Regions from separate parts of the Zea mays genome. Here all the other regions are linked to region 1. The links are chromatin contacts, called in public Hi-C maps. All regions are on one chromosome and are shown on one strand. Each heading gives the region's core, a stretch centred on a gene start, on an enhancer-like site or on the middle of the called end of the contact. The rest is flanking DNA. Distances are from core to core; before and after follow the strand shown.

Evidence for each region. A called contact is a pair of places that touch in the nucleus more often than the background predicts.
Region 2: a contact with region 1 is called in a Hi-C map of tassel, with 2.6 times the contacts expected there. The contact joins the promoter of LOC118476683 here to the promoter of LOC100193531 in region 1. A contact is called at or near these places in 4 of 25 Hi-C or Micro-C datasets (ear, endosperm, leaf and 1 more).
Region 3: a Hi-C map of ear shows a contact between it and region 1, with 2.1 times the contacts expected there. The contact joins the promoter of LOC103650272 here to the promoter of LOC100193531 in region 1. A contact is called at or near these places in 2 of 25 Hi-C or Micro-C datasets (ear and endosperm).

What each region holds. Positions count from the first base shown.
Region 1 is chr3:110,902,903-110,906,092 of Zm-B73-REFERENCE-NAM-5.0, reverse strand. LOC100193531 reads left to right here and starts at 1,255. Exons shown (of 6, transcript NM_001366963.1): 1 at 1,255-1,722. The coding sequence starts at 1,648.
Region 2 is chr3:111,426,839-111,430,091 of Zm-B73-REFERENCE-NAM-5.0, reverse strand. LOC118476683 reads left to right here and starts at 1,668. Exons shown (of 2, transcript NM_001399071.1): 1 at 1,668-1,883; 2 at 1,953-2,899. The coding sequence starts at 1,793. The coding sequence ends at 2,131. It overlaps LOC103652044, which reads left to right. Exons shown (of 8, transcript XM_035966576.1): 6 at 1-228; 7 at 320-801; 8 at 960-1,218. The coding sequence ends at 391.
Region 3 is chr3:111,599,648-111,603,083 of Zm-B73-REFERENCE-NAM-5.0, reverse strand. LOC103650272 reads right to left here and starts at 2,121. Exons shown (of 4, transcript XM_008675882.3): 1 at 1,280-2,121. The coding sequence starts at 1,699.

The sequences.
Region 1 (3,190 bases), core at 6-2,505:
TACGATCCATTTAATAGTGCCACGACCTGGCCCGATATGATTTAAAGTGGCTTGTGCCATGCCTGGACCGTCTTCTCTCAGCCCGCAGTGTCAACTCAGTCTGTCACGATTTATTTAATTTTAAAATTATTAGTATATACATTTATAATACCTAGGAGAAGGTGGTTTGTTATAAGAGGTGGTAGTTTGTTCCTTGTGACCTAGGTTCAAACCCTAGCGAGCACATAATTTTTTGGATTTTTCACGGGTGCGTGCGGGGAGATTGTTTTTCGTAGGCGGGAAGCGAACAAGCGCGTGTTTGGTGGAAAATGACACATAAAGAAACCCCCATATAACTACACATAACGACACACGTCGACGGTAGATTGTGGGTTAGATAAAAATGAGTAGAAGTACTTTTTTGCAAATGACATGGCGGTGGAAACAAAAAAACTGATGCTTCATAGGGATATAAGTATGTTAATTTAAAAAAAATCTTTATATGACATTGTAATTTTGTTCAATACCTTATTTATTATCACAAATGTCTTAAAATAATTATTTAAGATATTTGTGATGGCAAATAAGGCACTGAACAAAATTTCAGTCTAGAAAATTGCCCCTCAACTTTACTACATAACCAAAAGGAACCAATCATGATTAAAAGAACAGCTCCAAGAGAGTGCCGAGATTTGACTGGAGGTCATGTTCAATTGACTTGTCATGATTTATTTACTGTAAAGTGGAAAGACCTCTCTTTTTACGAAACTTTGCTGTCAACGCAACCGTCAAGAATCAAGAAACCGGTATGCTGGCCTCCAGCAGACTGTAGCAGTGGAAATTTAGTGACTGTGTATAAACAATTCAGAGACTGAATGCGTATGCAGATCTTTTTGCAGGTGGACAATTTATGAGAGGAGAGCAGAGTACGGATCATTTAAACTCAAAATAAGTAAGCACACGTCTCGAAAATAATATTGAATATTTATATCTTCAAATAAATTTATTATAGAAGTATATTGTATAATCAATCTAATAATATTTGTTATGTATCATAAATAATAGTATTTTTTATAAGTTTAGCGTTTTGACCTCGAAGATATGCATTTATTTTGGTAGTTAGAGAGTACATGTTTGCAAGATAGACAGATATATGCAAGGTAGGAGTGTATCTTCCACCCACTCATTGTAGCAATCATGGCATTTCCCCTCTCTCTCTCTCTACCCAGCATATTGCTGCTCCCACACACACACACAAGGCCACCACAACAAATAAAAGCACTGCTGCTTGCCAGTATTGCTTTGCTTTGCCTTGCTTGCCCCCACACGCCCTCTCTCTCCTCTCTCTCTCTCAAACCGAAAAGAAAAGAGGAAAGTGGGATAGCTCAATCTCTTCTTCCTTCGTCATTCCTCTCCCGTAGGTTCTCTCTCCCTCCCTCCCTCCCTCCCTCCCTCAGCACACATAAACTCGAGATACACATATATATCAGTAGGAGAGGATGGATGTGCAAACCTAGCCTGCTGCCTTTGTAGCTGCAAATTAAATTGAGCTGTACCTGTTGGTCTTCCTCCTCGCTCTTCTTGGTTCTCGCTGGTTGCCGGGAGCTGGGATCGAAAGTACTGCTGTTGTTCGCACGGCGAGGCGGCGGCGGAGACCGGTCAGAAGGAATGTCTTCGGCCCAAATCGCGCCGGCAGATCATGTGTGCTATGTGCACTGCAGCTTCTGCAACACAGTTCTCGCGGTATGTAAGCTGATCTATCTGTATGTATCTCTATGTTGCCTGCTGCGGATCGATGATCTCTCTCTGTACCACTTTCTCTCTCTCTCTCCCTCTGTATCTGATGATCAGTGATTGCCTGCGTGAGAACCACCCTAGCTCATCATCAGTTCATCACCACACAATTGGCATGTTCCACCTTCATGATCTACTTGCTACACTCTTCCAATTGCTTTTCTTGCTAGCTGCTCTTGTTGAGGCTTGAGAGTCGTCGACCTTTATTTCTCCGAATTATACCAAAAAGAGCAGCCAATTGGCTTTCTTCACGATTTTCCCTCTTACATCTGCTCCTTCAGTTTCTTCAAATTTAGTTCATGTTTTTCTATTTGGATCTCCCACTTTATCTGTTCTTCGATTTCTTTGTTCCTTCAGAAAGAAAGTTTTCTATCGTTTGAGGCCAGGTGCATCGATCGATCGGTCAATTTGCTGGATGTCGTTCGATTTGAATATGTACTTCTGAAAGTTCTCAAGATTTGTTTATTGGTTGCTCTCTGTACTGTACTTCTGTATATGATATTTTTTGGGGCGGATACGACAAAATTCCTGCATTGTCCTCGTGTGTTGCACCCACTTGATCGAATCCCTTGTTTTTAATAACCTCAAACTGGTGGGAAACAGTACGCATGTGCCTGAATTTTACTTGACTGTGCCCTATCATCCGTAAGGGCTAGTTTAGACTCTCAAATTCCCGCCAATATTGATCGAAGAGGATTGAGGGAGAAAACTAGCCAAGGGCCAGTTTGGTGGCAAGGGAATTGGAAGTGATTAAGGGTTGATTTGGTGCCAAGGATCACGGGAGATTAGTGCGGATTGACAGGGAAATTAGTTCATTTTTACCTCCAATCCTTCGTGATCTCCTTGTTACCAAATTAACTTTAAGAGATAGTTTGGAAACTCAAATCCCCTTTGGGATAGAAAGGGATTGGAGAGGAAATTAGTTTATTTCCACCTGAATCCCCTCCGATCCCAAAGGAGGTTTGAGGTTCCCAAAGTAGCCTTAAGTGTACTAAAATCTCCTCCCAATTCAAAATTAAATAGGAATGAAGGGGGATTTTAGCCTCCTCAATCCCCTTCAATTCTCTTCCTCCCAAATTAGCCCTAAAGGAGTTTTATCCTCTGCTACTTGTTGGGGATAATTGCAGGCACCTGCATATACCAAGAGGTTTAAAAAAACATTTAGTTTCGTTTAGGTCCAGTTCTCAATTTGAGTTTACCGAGAGGTCTTCAAGTTTTTCATGAAAATTCATATATGTTTACGAGTATACAATTTTAATTTCCCATAATTATCAACATGGAATGATAATAATCATTTGTGTGTGTTATGGAACCTCTTTTGAAGTTATTAGTTAAGAGCATATCCCTGCAGCTCCTGCTGCTTTGCTTTATCTTATTGCATAAAACCCTTGTGCATGCACCTCCAAAAAGAACTTAT
Region 2 (3,253 bases), core at 419-2,918, 520 kb before region 1:
CTTGCAGTTGCCATCAATATGTCAGCCTACTCAGTCACAAATAGAGTCTTCTCTATTCTGTCTATTTTAACAAATCATGGAAGACAATCCTTCATACCATCTAACATGCCTAGCCATCCTCAACAAGAGTTGCATACACAAGATGAAATACCTAGCCTTCCGACCACACAAGACTCTCCAGCAACATCAATGGCAAAACTATCTACCTGTAGCAACGAAAAAAACGAGGTACGAAACTTCTTATTTTTCTTGCCATGTACAGCCTATTATAAACATATCATTCCTTCATGCATACAACTTAATGAAGTCTATTCAACAGGCACGACGCGTTCTAATATATTCAGATATGCCGCATGACACAGAGGTACCTTTAGTACTGCTAAATACTTAATTTCCATGCACTCACAAAGGTACATATCTATTGCATTTTAATACCAGATATAAATTGATACAAACAATACCCACAGAATAAATAAACTAAGACAAAATGAACTTCCACTTTGTCATAGCAAACTACATTCATATATTTTATGCACTTAATCACATGGTGATGACCAGCACATAAGTGAAGTCAACAACCAAGAGTTATCGTCACCACCGAAAAGGTATGTATTACAAAGATAGTTGAACATAATAGCAGTACCAACGACGACCTTCTTTTAAATGATACATCTTATTTTCCACGCTAATACAACATTCATAATATTATACAGGATAAAACATAGCCACACTAACAAAGGCGCACCAGATCTTACAGACCCAAAAAAGAAAAGCTCCTAGATCATCATCAAGTTCATGGAGGTATAACACCATGTGCAAACCTTATTCATACACCACAAATATACTTATACACAGTCAACATAATGTATTCCACTCACCCTTTTACACAGCAACATTAGCAAACTATTCGGAAAAAAACTTCCAACAACTCTAATATTTTTTCCCTCCTTCCTACACAGGTATTTGCTTTTGCGCACCTATCAAGAGCAACCATCACTTTTGGACCATGAATGCTTCCCTGTACATATGAACCTACTGGTAGACTATTTATGGATCTGTACATATTGACTTAACACCTGCAAGCACACTATTGCTAAGTGTTGATGTATGGTGGTTGAATACTACTTAGTATGTATTGTACTCTAAATGCACTCTACAACTGGTATCAACTATTAAGGATGAACAACGTTATCTATTTATATTTTAGTTCCTTGCCTACGTATTATATAGTCATATCATGTTTAAATTTATTTTATGTACCTGGTTGCTCACACCAAACACTTAACCCATATGTGGTCACACGCGCATGGGCGCGCGGTAAACACTAGTTTCTTTATTATTAAAGCTGGACGGAAACGGTGCCTATAAGGCTATCCACGTCAGCCCAAATATTTCCAGGCCTTAGATTTCCAATCAACGACCACGATACAATCTTGTGTCCATGTAATTTCATTCATCACTACGCTCCTTCGTTCTCTACGTCTCGATCCTTCCGGTCGATACTTTTCAGCTCCATGCGACACGATGCTTCTAGACTAAAATCGGTTGTTTCCTCCACACGATCGACGGTCACGATTTGGCATCGGTGGACCACCCGACTCTTCTAGACGAATGCGAACGAACGAGTAAAAAACAATCTGAGGTCCCAGTCAAGCTGACGAGTCCTGCAGCCCCACAACACAAGCTGAGAGAGGCCACCGCTCTGGTAGACGAGATCAGGACGCCGGAGAAGCCTGCAAAGGAGCCAGCACCGGCCGCGAAGCAGATCACGGCGCCGGATAAGCCAGAGGAGATGCTGAGAGCTCAGCATATGCTGACCACTCTGGTGGACGAGGTCCGGCCACTGGAGAAGCCAGAGGAGACGCCGAAGAACACCTCCGCAGGTCAGCCTGCCCTGTTGCGGTATCGCCCTGTCAGTCTTCGTCCTCCCTTGACTGACCGTCGCCGCTCAGGATGTTCAACTCCATCCTACCCCGCCAAGAATGTTGATGCCGAGCGCTCCGCCTGTTCCGCTCCCGCGCCGCCAACGAGCACCGCCGAGCTCCTCCCTGGCGCCACGTCCCGACAGACATCGGCGCCGAGCGGCTGGCTCCACCGTGCCGAGGTGCTCCCCCATGCCCCTACCCCCTAGGCCAAGCGGTTGAGCTCCGCCTCGCTCCTAGCGTTCGTATCTAGACCGTGTGGACTCTTCTGTCCTAATCTACTAACGATATTTTTACAAAACATTCTTTGCTTCTCTACGCATTCGGGCCTGTCATCTACAGATAGTAGCATCTTCCTATAGTAATATTTAATCATAAAAAATAATTAATGAACTCTTCAGCATTGTGGTTTAGGTCAATATATCAAACAAGATAAATCCTATATAATAGCATCACGTTCCATCACCATATTAAACTAACAATTTTATTTTTTTATCATCATGTGACATTACCCAGTTGACCAAATAGGTCTGTCGGAAAGAGGAGCATTTGCTGCTTCTTGGCTTGCAAAAGGCATCCTGACCTACATCCACCCAGCATAAAAACGTGTATTGGTCATATCATCGAGCAAATAGGTGATACGATGCTTTATGTCTTATTCTTACATGCATCTGAGTCTTATGGTTTCTTCAGTTTTCTTCTTTCTTTATTTCTTAATGTTTTTTTGTGAAGTTACGTCCAAAAATTGACAGAAGGAATAGCTCATACACACTTGATAATACACTTTCTTCTTTTTATCAGCATACTTTTCAGTCCATTCTAAGTTCTAACGTTGTCACTTTCCAAATTCTGTTGTCACTTATAAAACTTGCACGTTGATATTTGATTTAGTATCAGTACAATTTATATGGAGGCATATATTTAGATGAAACTTGATATTTGATTTTGTATCGGTACAATTTATATGGAGGCATATGTTTAGATGAAACTTGCTGAAGCATTGTTCAATATTCATCACAACTTCAGGAATAATAACAACGACACCATGTGGACCATTACTTCGATTTTGGCAAATCTGGTTTCAAAACATTCGAGCTAAACAACACTAAGGACAATAGTTCATACAACCTCATGAAAGAATAATGCCAACATAGAGGTGCACAACATATGTCATACTTTCAATTTTTCATTGTCCTAAAAACACAGCAATATGTGCCATCTAATACTCATGATACGAAGGTCAGTGGAAGACAATGAATTTGTAGCAAGCTTCTAAGAAATAGTACACAGAGGCGATGAATACATTTAGTTCTATGTCTCAAGCACTACAT
Region 3 (3,436 bases), core at 872-3,371, 700 kb before region 1:
ATTCCCGGCTTAACAACAAAGAAAAGATTGCATCCTTTACTAATTCTGCATGTTTAAGGACAGTGAAACCAGTCGACTTCCTAATATATATATATATATATATATATATATATATATATATATATATATATATGTCACCGCGTATAAGAGACCACTAGAGGGCATTGATGACCTCAGTTTTAGCTTCTCTGACTCTTTTGTGTGATTGATTCATACGATGCACTCAAAGCAAATGGCTGATTCAACTTGCCCAAGGAAATGGTACATCAAAATGGCAGTTCTACCAAGTGCAAACAAGTCAAAACATAAAACAGTATCCTTGTAACCATAAACAAGTTAGCGTTTTTGTGCTTGTCTGGGGCCCACGGCAACAATGCAAGACAAGGACAACAACCCGAAACAATTCATAACAGCCAATTCCTCCTGAGTTTCCAGCGCAACAAGAGGTTAAACTATGCGCACTTCCTGATCTACCATCTCTATTTACAAAATGATAACACGGAACATGACCTAGTCAAGGCAGGTGAATTACTTGTCAATTTAAGCGTTTGACAGCTAGACTGTTTCTTATCCAATAAGAAAGGTTGTGAAACCAACATAATTTACCTAGAAAAAGTCTTTCACCTTTTTCTTATTAAGCTACCCAAATTAAACTAATCCTATCAGGAAATCATAAAAAAAATAACATGAATTGACCTCAACACGGAAAGAAATAAAACGAGGCCAGGCTATTCATCCTAAGAAACAACCAATGAAGCAGAAAACAGAGTTAACACCAAGGCAACTGTCAACATATACATGTGGATGTGGATAACATGAACGATTTTGCTAAGGATCTAAAGTGATAGGCTTTATAGCACAGAATATATCTATGTACAAAGAATAATTCAACCCAGATGCCTTCCTCTATTAAAGCATCATTTTGATGCCTTCTAAGTATTTTCCCCAGTAAAGATAAGACATATTGGAATTTCAATAATTCATCACTTTCTACTATGGTACCAACAAATAATCAATGAGGCATGACCCTTTCCAAGCAAAAAGTCAAAGCTTTCGCCATCAATATGATGGATATCAAATGCTTAAAAAATCCAAAAAGGAATTACTATAATACAGATGGCAGAATTAATCCAGTGTTAACAGCCAATCCAAACATTTAATCCATCGAGGGATCACATGCAAAAAAAAAAGTTTCGTTTTGTCGCACACACGAACAAACGCACAATAGATTTGATCCAGCTCAGGCGAGACGAAGGCGGGAGAAGGAAGAGATGCTCACGCTGACAACGGAGAAGGTGACGTCCCAGGGGTGGAACGCAGCGGGCTCACGGTGCGACGTCGCCGTGAGCGCCGCATCCCTCTCGAACTCCTCGTCCCAGGCCACCGCCGACACCGCTAGAGCAGGGGCGGCGGCGGCGCCATCCTCGAGAGCGGCCGCGGCGACGGCCGGCAGCGCCTCCTTCCGCGTCTGGTTCCTGGGAGGCCGCTGCGCGCGCCGCAGCGAGGAGAGCGGCGACATCTTCGGGCCCTTCCAGCTCACCTCCACAAACGCCTTCGCCTCGGCCTCGGGGCCGGGGGACCCGTCAGGCGAGAGGGGCGCAGGAGGCGGGGGCAGGCCCTCCGCCCGCCGCACCACCAGGCGGACGCGGATATTCCGCGCCGGCGGCGGCCGAGGCCACCGCATCATCCGCGCCACCATCACCGCACCGGAGGTCAAACAGGCCCCCTGCTCCTCCGTACTCCGGCAAAAAAAAAAGTCAAAGGCTCCCGGCGACCACACCACCACCAACCTCCGAGCGGAAATCCAAACTCCAACCCAATTGCCCCCGAGAATCCCAGCTCGGCTGCAAGAGCACCACGGGAGACTCGATCCCCGCGCCCGAACCGGCCCAGCGACACACGAATTGAGAGGAGAGGACGGCGCAGGATTGGATTTTGGCGGCGGGATCGGGATTAGGGGCCCGGATTTATGTCGGGGCGGGGCGGGGCGGGATTTGAGGAAGCAGTTGGAGATTGGGACGGGAATATACGAGGAGAAAAATGCACGCGCGGAACGGAACGAGCGACGAGGAGGGAGAGTGAGGGAGAGAGGAAATAAATAGCGAGGAAAAGGTTTTACCAGTTCATTAATTAATTTTGTTTCTTTTGTAATTTTCTGGGGTTGGGAGATATCGCAGATGTGGGCCCACTGGCCGGCCTCGCCCCTGCTGTCGTGTCAATCTCGCTTTTTGCTTTTCGTTTATTATACTTTATTTATTTTGACTTTTTTAGGTTTTATCTGGAATCGGTTTCAATCTATATCTTGTGCAACCGTACAACTATATCAAGATATAAAGATAGAGATAAGTGTATCTTTTTTTTAAAAAAAAAAGATATTCTTTTAAAAACAAGGTTCCCAACTCCCTCTGCACGTTTTTTTTATTTTTTAAATGTTTTATCAACTTGATCCTTGTGATATAATTATACAGTTACATCAATATTCATGATTATACACGATATGTCCCCTACTATTTTTGTAGTTAATTCCGTTAATCTTGTGGGTGTTTTGTCTACTTTTAATCTTGTTGTATAATTCACGTTCCTTGGATCATTATTGGAGGATGTGTGTACAAGTCATACATACATGACATCATTTGGATTGGTTGGGTTAGTATACATGACATCATTTGGATTGGTTGGGTTGGGTAGGCTATGACCGGTTCAGGTAATGAAAAGGTAACACATCTTGGAATAAGATCGAAAGCATTTTGCTGATGTCACTTTATTCTTGGGTATTGGGTATTGTTTGCAGGGATATACTAGCATGCATTATTACACGCGCCTTAACGCTCATGGATAAAAGAAAAACCATGGAACACAATAGTATTCTTGACATTACCATGATTTGACGGTGAGTGGGGTGGAACACTCGGACCTCCATTTTCACTTTATCCGGTGCAATTTGGATGTTACGAAAAGACATTAAAAATCATAAATGATCCATCAGATTGCTTTGAATATCTAATAAATATACTAGCCAGTTGGTGGCGGTGTTTTAATACGGTTTTATATATCATATAAATAGATATTTAAATATAATATTGTTTATTTCTAAACACTAATGTATGTGTGATTTTGATGGTTAGCCCTAAATTTCTAGAGAAGGGACGTGGATTCGAGTGCTCGCTCGTGTGGTAGCTGCGCGGGCGGGGTCGGGTGCTGGGTAGACGCAGTAGCTGGCTGCGCGGGCGGGGTTAGATGGTTGGTAGGCGTAGTAGCTGATAGAGCGTTGCGCGGGCGCTGGGCGTGAGACCAGGTGCCCATATTTGGTTCTTAATAGAGTAGTATAGATACTAAGTATACTCGTATGTGCTAGCTACGTTTTCTAGGAGGGGAGGAGGGACCAGCGGCGTATGTGCTAGCTACGTTTTCTAGGAGGGGAGGAGGAGGGGCCAGC